Regions from separate parts of the Rattus norvegicus genome. Here region 2 is linked to region 1. Evidence: chromatin contacts called from public Hi-C data. All regions are on one chromosome and are shown on one strand. Each heading gives the region's core, a stretch centred on a gene start, on an enhancer-like site or on the middle of the called end of the contact. The rest is flanking DNA. Distances are from core to core; before and after follow the strand shown.

Evidence for each region. A called contact is a pair of places that touch in the nucleus more often than the background predicts.
Region 2: a Hi-C map of hepatocytes shows a contact between it and region 1, with 2.8 times the contacts expected there. The contact joins two enhancer-like sites. A contact is called at or near these places in 9 of 12 Hi-C or Micro-C datasets (the A7r5 cell line, the Rat2 cell line, Schwann cells and 5 more).

The regions. Positions count from the first base shown.
Region 1 is chr7:59,915,682-59,918,865 of GRCr8, forward strand. No RefSeq gene overlaps it. Among named protein-coding and RNA genes, the nearest start is that of Avpr1a, 82 kb to the right of the region's middle. Within about 2 kb of position 1,555, at least 3 of the 93 cell types and tissues checked have an H3K27ac peak or open chromatin away from gene starts, as enhancers often do.
Region 2 is chr7:60,072,299-60,075,620 of GRCr8, forward strand. No RefSeq gene overlaps it. Among named protein-coding and RNA genes, the nearest start is that of Avpr1a, 74 kb to the left of the region's middle. Within about 2 kb of position 1,908, at least 11 of the 93 cell types and tissues checked have an H3K27ac peak or open chromatin away from gene starts, as enhancers often do.

The sequences.
Region 1 (3,184 bases), core at 305-2,804:
ATACTTTATTCTCTCTAAACTAATGGTCTCATGGTTTCCCTCACCACATTTCAGTAAGTTAGATTTCTCTTAGTCTTGATAAGAAAGTATGTGTTATTCAGACATTTTGTACCTGTAACAAATACCCAAGGTGGGGAAAAACAAAAGAGAAAGAAGATTTTGGGGAGAGAAGACATCAGGGGCAGAACAACTCACTGTGGTGGTCAGGAGGGAGATAAACAGAGAAAAGCAAAATAGGAGAAGAGGGGGAAAGGATAGAAGATGGAGAGAGAGAAAGAGAGGGGGAGAGAGGGAGGGTAAGAGAGAAAGAAGGGCATTATTGGTGGTTTTCTCCTTTTCCTTACGGTCCAGTTGGGCTTGTATCCTATGGGGTTCTGTGGCATATGGGACAGCTCTTCTGCTCTTAGTCCACACTGGAAACACCTCAAAAATGCACACCCATAATCATGCTTTACTAACCTTCCTGGTGCTTCTCAGTCTAACCAACTTGACAACCAAGATTAAGCCTTATAAGTCTACTCCTTTTCAACTGGACACCCAAGAACATCTCCTAAAACCCCCAATACTATACCCATGTCTTCATGCAAAATTCACTGAATTCATCTCCAAGGCGGTTCAAAAGTTCAAGTTTCAAATTCTCGTTGAGATTTCTGTTGGTATGATGAAACACCATGGCCAAAGCAACTTGGGGAGGAAAGGGTTTATTTCACTCACACATCCATAGAACAGTTCATCATCAAAAGCAGTGAGGGCAGGGACTCAAGCAGGGCAGGAACCTGGAGGCAGGAGCTGATGCAGAGGCCATGGAGGGTGTTGTTTTCTGGCTTGATCCCCGTGGCTTGCTCAGCTGCTTTCTTAGAGAACCATCCCAAGGGATGGCACCACCAATGGGGTGGGCTTTCCCCTTTCAATTTCTAGCTTAAAAAAATCCCCTACAGATTTTCCTATGGCTTCATCTTATGGGGGCATTTTCTCTACTTGGGTTCCCTTTTTTTCAGATGACTCTAGCTTGTGTCAAGCTGACATAAAACTAGCCACAGCGTGTCCACTGGAAACAAAGCAAACCCTCCACTGGATGTTCCTATACAATCAAAATGAAGTTAGGTTTTTCTTTTTTCAAATAGAGGATGGCACAGTCAAGCACCCCCAGAATTAGATAGGGCTTCCTGTTTCTATGGCCTTTCTTATTGCTCGACACAAGATCTCTCGGACTGGTTCTATTGGTTTCCTTGGCAGACTGTCTACTTTGCTGGCATTTCCTAACTCTTGGCCATCCCTCTGCATCTTCAGCTTCACTCAATTTCCTTTCAACATTCCCCTCCAGGGATTACAACACTGCTAACATTTCCTGTCTGCCAAGCTTCCCTTCAAAATCTGGGTGGATGCCTCTAGGAACAATTCTTGGATTCTACATGACTATATCAGAATCACATGAATGATGAAAAGTTCTGTGGCCAGCTTCAGAAGTAGCTGGTCCTCTTAGGCCCAGCTGCAGTAGTTTCTGGGTACTTGGGAAGGTAAATGGAGGCAAACAGTTCCCTAAACAGGCAGCATTGTGTCTTCGGGGAAACCAAGGGTTCCCTCTTCCCCAGCAGTCTTTCAAATGAGTTTATATCATTGAATCTGTGTGATGAGTAGGGCCCAAGGAACCCCAAAGATCATTTCAAGGCATCTGCTTATTGCCTGGTGCCAAGTCCCTGGCTTCATTCTAGTCAGGCTAATAGCTTTACTAGCCCCATATGACTTGGCACATGCTGCTTTTCTGGACAAACTGCCAGCTACATAGACCCTTCTTCTAAGCCCTTTACTTCCAGTTCTTGCTGTATGCCAGGTTAAAATCAGCCAGCAAGAATTCACTGATATATGGAATCTCAGGGTTTTGATTTGCATTTCCCTGATGACTAAGAATGTTGAACATTCCTTTAGGTGCTTCTCAGCCATTCGATATTCCTCAGCTGAGAATTCTCTGTTTAGTTCTGTGCCCCATTTTTAATAGGGTTATTTGGCTCTCTGGAGTCTAACTTCTTGAGTTCTTTGTAAATATTGGATATTAGCCCTCTATCAGATGTAGGGTTGGTAAAGATTTTTTCCCAACCCTTTGGTTGCCAGGAGGATGGGATAGGCAGTTTCCAGAGGGAAAACCAGGAAAGAGTTTGAAATGTAAATAAATAAAATAGCCAATAAGAAAATTAACCAACACAGGTAGCATTCTGAGATGCCTATAAATCTCCTTGAGCAAGTTAATTAGACAAACTTAGTGGTGATGATTAGTGTTAAGTTTCAATGTAAGGGATTATAGAATCACCTAAGAGATGGGCCTCTGGCCCTGCCTCTGGGCATTTATCTTTACTGCATTAATTAGGCAGAAATAAGTTTTAGTTGTGGGTGAAACCACTCCCTTGGCAGGGAATTCAGGAGCAATGGATCTGAACAGAAACCTGAACTCAGCATTTTTGTACCTGATCACAGATGCTCTGGGACCAGTTGCTTCCAGCTCCTGCTGCCTCAAATTCCCCATTCTGATATACCATGAACCATAATCCAGAATAAACTGTACTTTCTTAAGAGCTTCGTCAGAATAATTTATCACAGCAATAGGAAAAGAAACCAAGACATCATTTTACCACCACAAGCTTTCGTGGAATGGATGGAATATAGGTGAGTTCCCTGTCATAAAGTAACGTTGATCATTATGCAGTCTGGTGAGAAAGCAGGGTCCTTATCTCATCTGGAACTGTACGTCACACTCTTACTCTCTGCATGCCGCCAGAATGTGCATCTTCCCAGATTCTATCAGCATCAACCATTAAGTTCTGCATATGGTTTCCTAGAGCTTCTAAACTTTTCCAGTTTCCCCCTACAATCCAACTTCTGAACTACTTCTTTAGGAATAGCCAAGGTAACAAGTCTACTTCTCTGGTACTAAATAAATGCTACATCACAGAGACTTTTCCATTGCTGTGACAAAATACTTGATAAGCCAACTAGAGAAAGGGTGACTTGTTTTGGGTCAAGAGTTCCCTCCACCATGATATGAAGGACATGGGGCACAGCAGCCCACAATAGACTATGATGATCAGTAAATGGAGAGAGTGGACATGTAAGTGTACTTGGGCTTTCTCCTTTCACTCTGTGTAGGACAGTGGCTCTCCACCTTCTTAAAGGTGCAATCCTTTATTAGAGT
Region 2 (3,322 bases), core at 658-3,157, 160 kb after region 1:
TGCTTGTAGTTACAAGTATATAAAACAGTAGTTCTCAATGAAAATAGACAAATGTCAACTTAAAGCGAATCATCAAAATAGAAAGAAAAGGAAAAAAGTCTGCCCATCGATTCTCAACATAAAAGGGTGGGTAGAGTAAACAGCTCAGTCAAAGAGCTGTCTATGCAACCATGAGGGCCCAAGTTAACCCTCAGCTTGCATGTATGTGGTGTTTATGGTATGGTGACAACGTGCTATAATCCCTGTGCTGGGAAGGCAGACAGGTGGGTCCCTGGAGCTGGTAGAACAAACAGCTTAGTTTGTTCAGGCCAGGACAATAAGACATCTTGTTTTTAAACAATGTGTTTAAAAAAGGTGTCCAGTTCAAGGCTGTCAACATGGGTGTATAAATACACATGTATAAGTACACTTACATGTATACACAGAAAAAGCGTTCGTGCATGCGCGCGCACACACACACACACACACACACACACACACACGGGGGGGGGGGGTTGGCCTCTTCCTTCATTCAAAGGTCAATTAGAGACAACATCCCACAGTGGTGATTGGGGAAACAGACAATGTTCCTTCCATCTGCAAAGAACATCTTCTACTTCACAGAGATCTTGAAACAGCACGCAAACTAAACCCATGCTCAGGATATTGTGTATCTAACACACTCTAAAAATAGGCCATCTTCATGCTTTCCTTACTGCCCCACCCTAAGCACAATGGAAGCGTCTCACTGGATGATCCCTTTTTCTAGGTGAAGAATCATTTTGTCCTGCGCTACAGTATACAGTGTGCCGAAGGACCTGGATTATTAGTGGGGGGAAAAAGCCTTTACCCAAATATGCTCACTGGGAGAAGGTAGGGTAGCAGACAGACAAGTCCCCTAACTGAAAGAGAGCCCTTTCTTCTCTCTCCAGAAGACTTCTCACCAGCCTACCTTGCTATTAGGAGATCTCAAGTGAAGGGCAATCTCTCCAGAAAATCTTTGACATCAATCTGCAAATATAGGACAAGAACATTTTCATAGCCAGGAAATCTCACGAGAGCGTTTTTTACAGGAACTATTGGCCCACTGGGAAATGGCAGGATTTCTTGGATTCCATTTTTGAGTATGAGCCAGAAGCAGATCTGAACCTAGCCCTTGGTGACTAGAGATAAGGCTTTCTTACTTCTCTTCTCTGAGAAGATTTCTATCAAAAAGCTCTGTCGCCTCGCTTACACTTAAGCTTCCAACTCTGGGGTCTGAGGGATGGCTCGGCAGTTAAAGGCTCTTGCGTCCCTCAGGAGGAGCCCATTCCCAGTTCCCAGTTCCCAGCAGCCATGTTTGACAGCTCCCAACCGTCTGTAACTCCAGCTTCAAGGAATCTGATGCCTCTGGCCTCCTTGGGCACCTGTACTTGTGCGTACATGCCCACATGCAGACACGCACATAAAGATAATAAAAGTAAATGTTAAAAGCTTCTCAGCCAGTCCAGTGATGTGGTTATTATTCTGCTCCATGAAAACCACCCTTGAAAATGGTACCAGGTTCTACCTGCAGAGGGTCGTCTCTAGTTGGTAAAACTTGATTCAACACGGAGTGTGTCCTTACCTCTTCTGCCTCACCTCTGGTCCTACCCCAGTAGCATCCTAGGTTCTAATCCTCAGACACTCAATGGCCCTCATCAAAGCTTTGGAGAAGCAGTTCCCACTTCCTGCCACAGTCTGGCGGGTCTCCAGCCTGTCCGACAAGTTCATTCTTATGCATCCTTCAAAATTCAGCTCAGTCACTGCTGCGAACTGCCTCTCACTGGTCCCCTGACTCCAATCAAGAGGTCATCCCCCCTCTGTGCTCTATAAATAGCCTGTGCTCTCCCCTCCCATAGTACTGGGTCACACATCAGTGGGTCCAGTACAATGATCAGGCTGTGAGTTCTCTGAAGTCAACAACAGTATCTATTATTTCAGGATATCCCAAATACTGTACATAGAACACAGGGCATCTAACTGCTGCTACAAAGGGGGATTATGGAATGAACTCAATTGAGCAAATGCCTGAAAGCCACAAATTGCTGTGGGAAAGCTAGGCACAGGCAAAGCAGACACCATGCCATGAAGCAAGAACCAACAAAGAATGTGGCTGTATGGTTTTGCCTTCTCGTGGTGCCTCACTCCTCAGTAGCTTCCTGAACAAAACCGCAGAGCAATGGTCCTCATGATGCAGCCTGGATCATGCCATGGTCGAGTTTACCTTCTTTCAGTCCAGAGAGCAATGTGCTCATGCTTGCATAGTGGCTGCACAACTGAAGCACCCAGCCAGCTTGTTTACTGAGCAGGAAAATCCACTAAAGCTTGAAGACTGCGACTGAAGAGAAAGATCTTAGCTGGATTTAGGTTCCAAACCCGCTACGTGCCGGGTACTGAATTAGATACCCACAGTACGTTTCACATTTCCGAATCAGCATGCCGTATACACATAAATGGGTGCATAGACGAATGCATGCTCGTGTAACTTAAATAGGCATCTCATAAAATCTTATTTATCACGATACACCAAGAACACAAACTTCTCTGATGCTCTAGTGTGTTTCTTCAGCTGTTGATGTTTGGTTTGAAAAGCAGCTTTCTAGAACGTGAAGGAGAGAGGAACCGAGGAGCCGAAAGGGATGCCCAGCCCACCCAAAGGGTTCATTGAGGTTAAGGGTAATGAAGTTAACGTAGGCCTAGTGGTCACAGCTTTGGGAACGACCCATAACCACACCCGTGTCATTCAGCCTTCAGGAGACTGGAGTCGGGTGGAGAAAAGGACTAAATTTAACAGGGCTTAGGGCTTTCAGATACCAGCGGTGGTGGTCAAAGCAAGTGCGTGAGGAGCTGTGATAATTATCAAAGCATGGAATCCAGTTCTGGCAGGGCCCCACGAGGAAATCCAGAGGCAAAGCAACAGGTGAAAAGTTGGTGATGTTAATGTTTGGGGTTCAGTGGTTTCGGGAAAGGAAAACACAGGACATCAGAAAGGATATGCGGCGGGAACACAGAGGAGGGGAACATATTCAAGAGACCGAGACCATAGTATGAGTATCCTTTTCGGTAAGCACAAGAGCAAGAACATGACTGGAAATGACCCTGGCAGGGAGTAACTGAGGTCAGATAAAGGGCTGGATGCAAAAAGAAGGGAAGTTAAGGGACCCAAGCACACCGCGTGGAAAGAATCATCTATCTGGATACTGAAATAACCAAAAAGTGTTTAGGGGGAAATTGACAGTGATCCAGGAGCTAAAAATAATAAAGGAACAGAAGTAGGGAACTTCCGGAAGGAGATGGTTCTCGCTGGGAAGGCGGTGCTGGT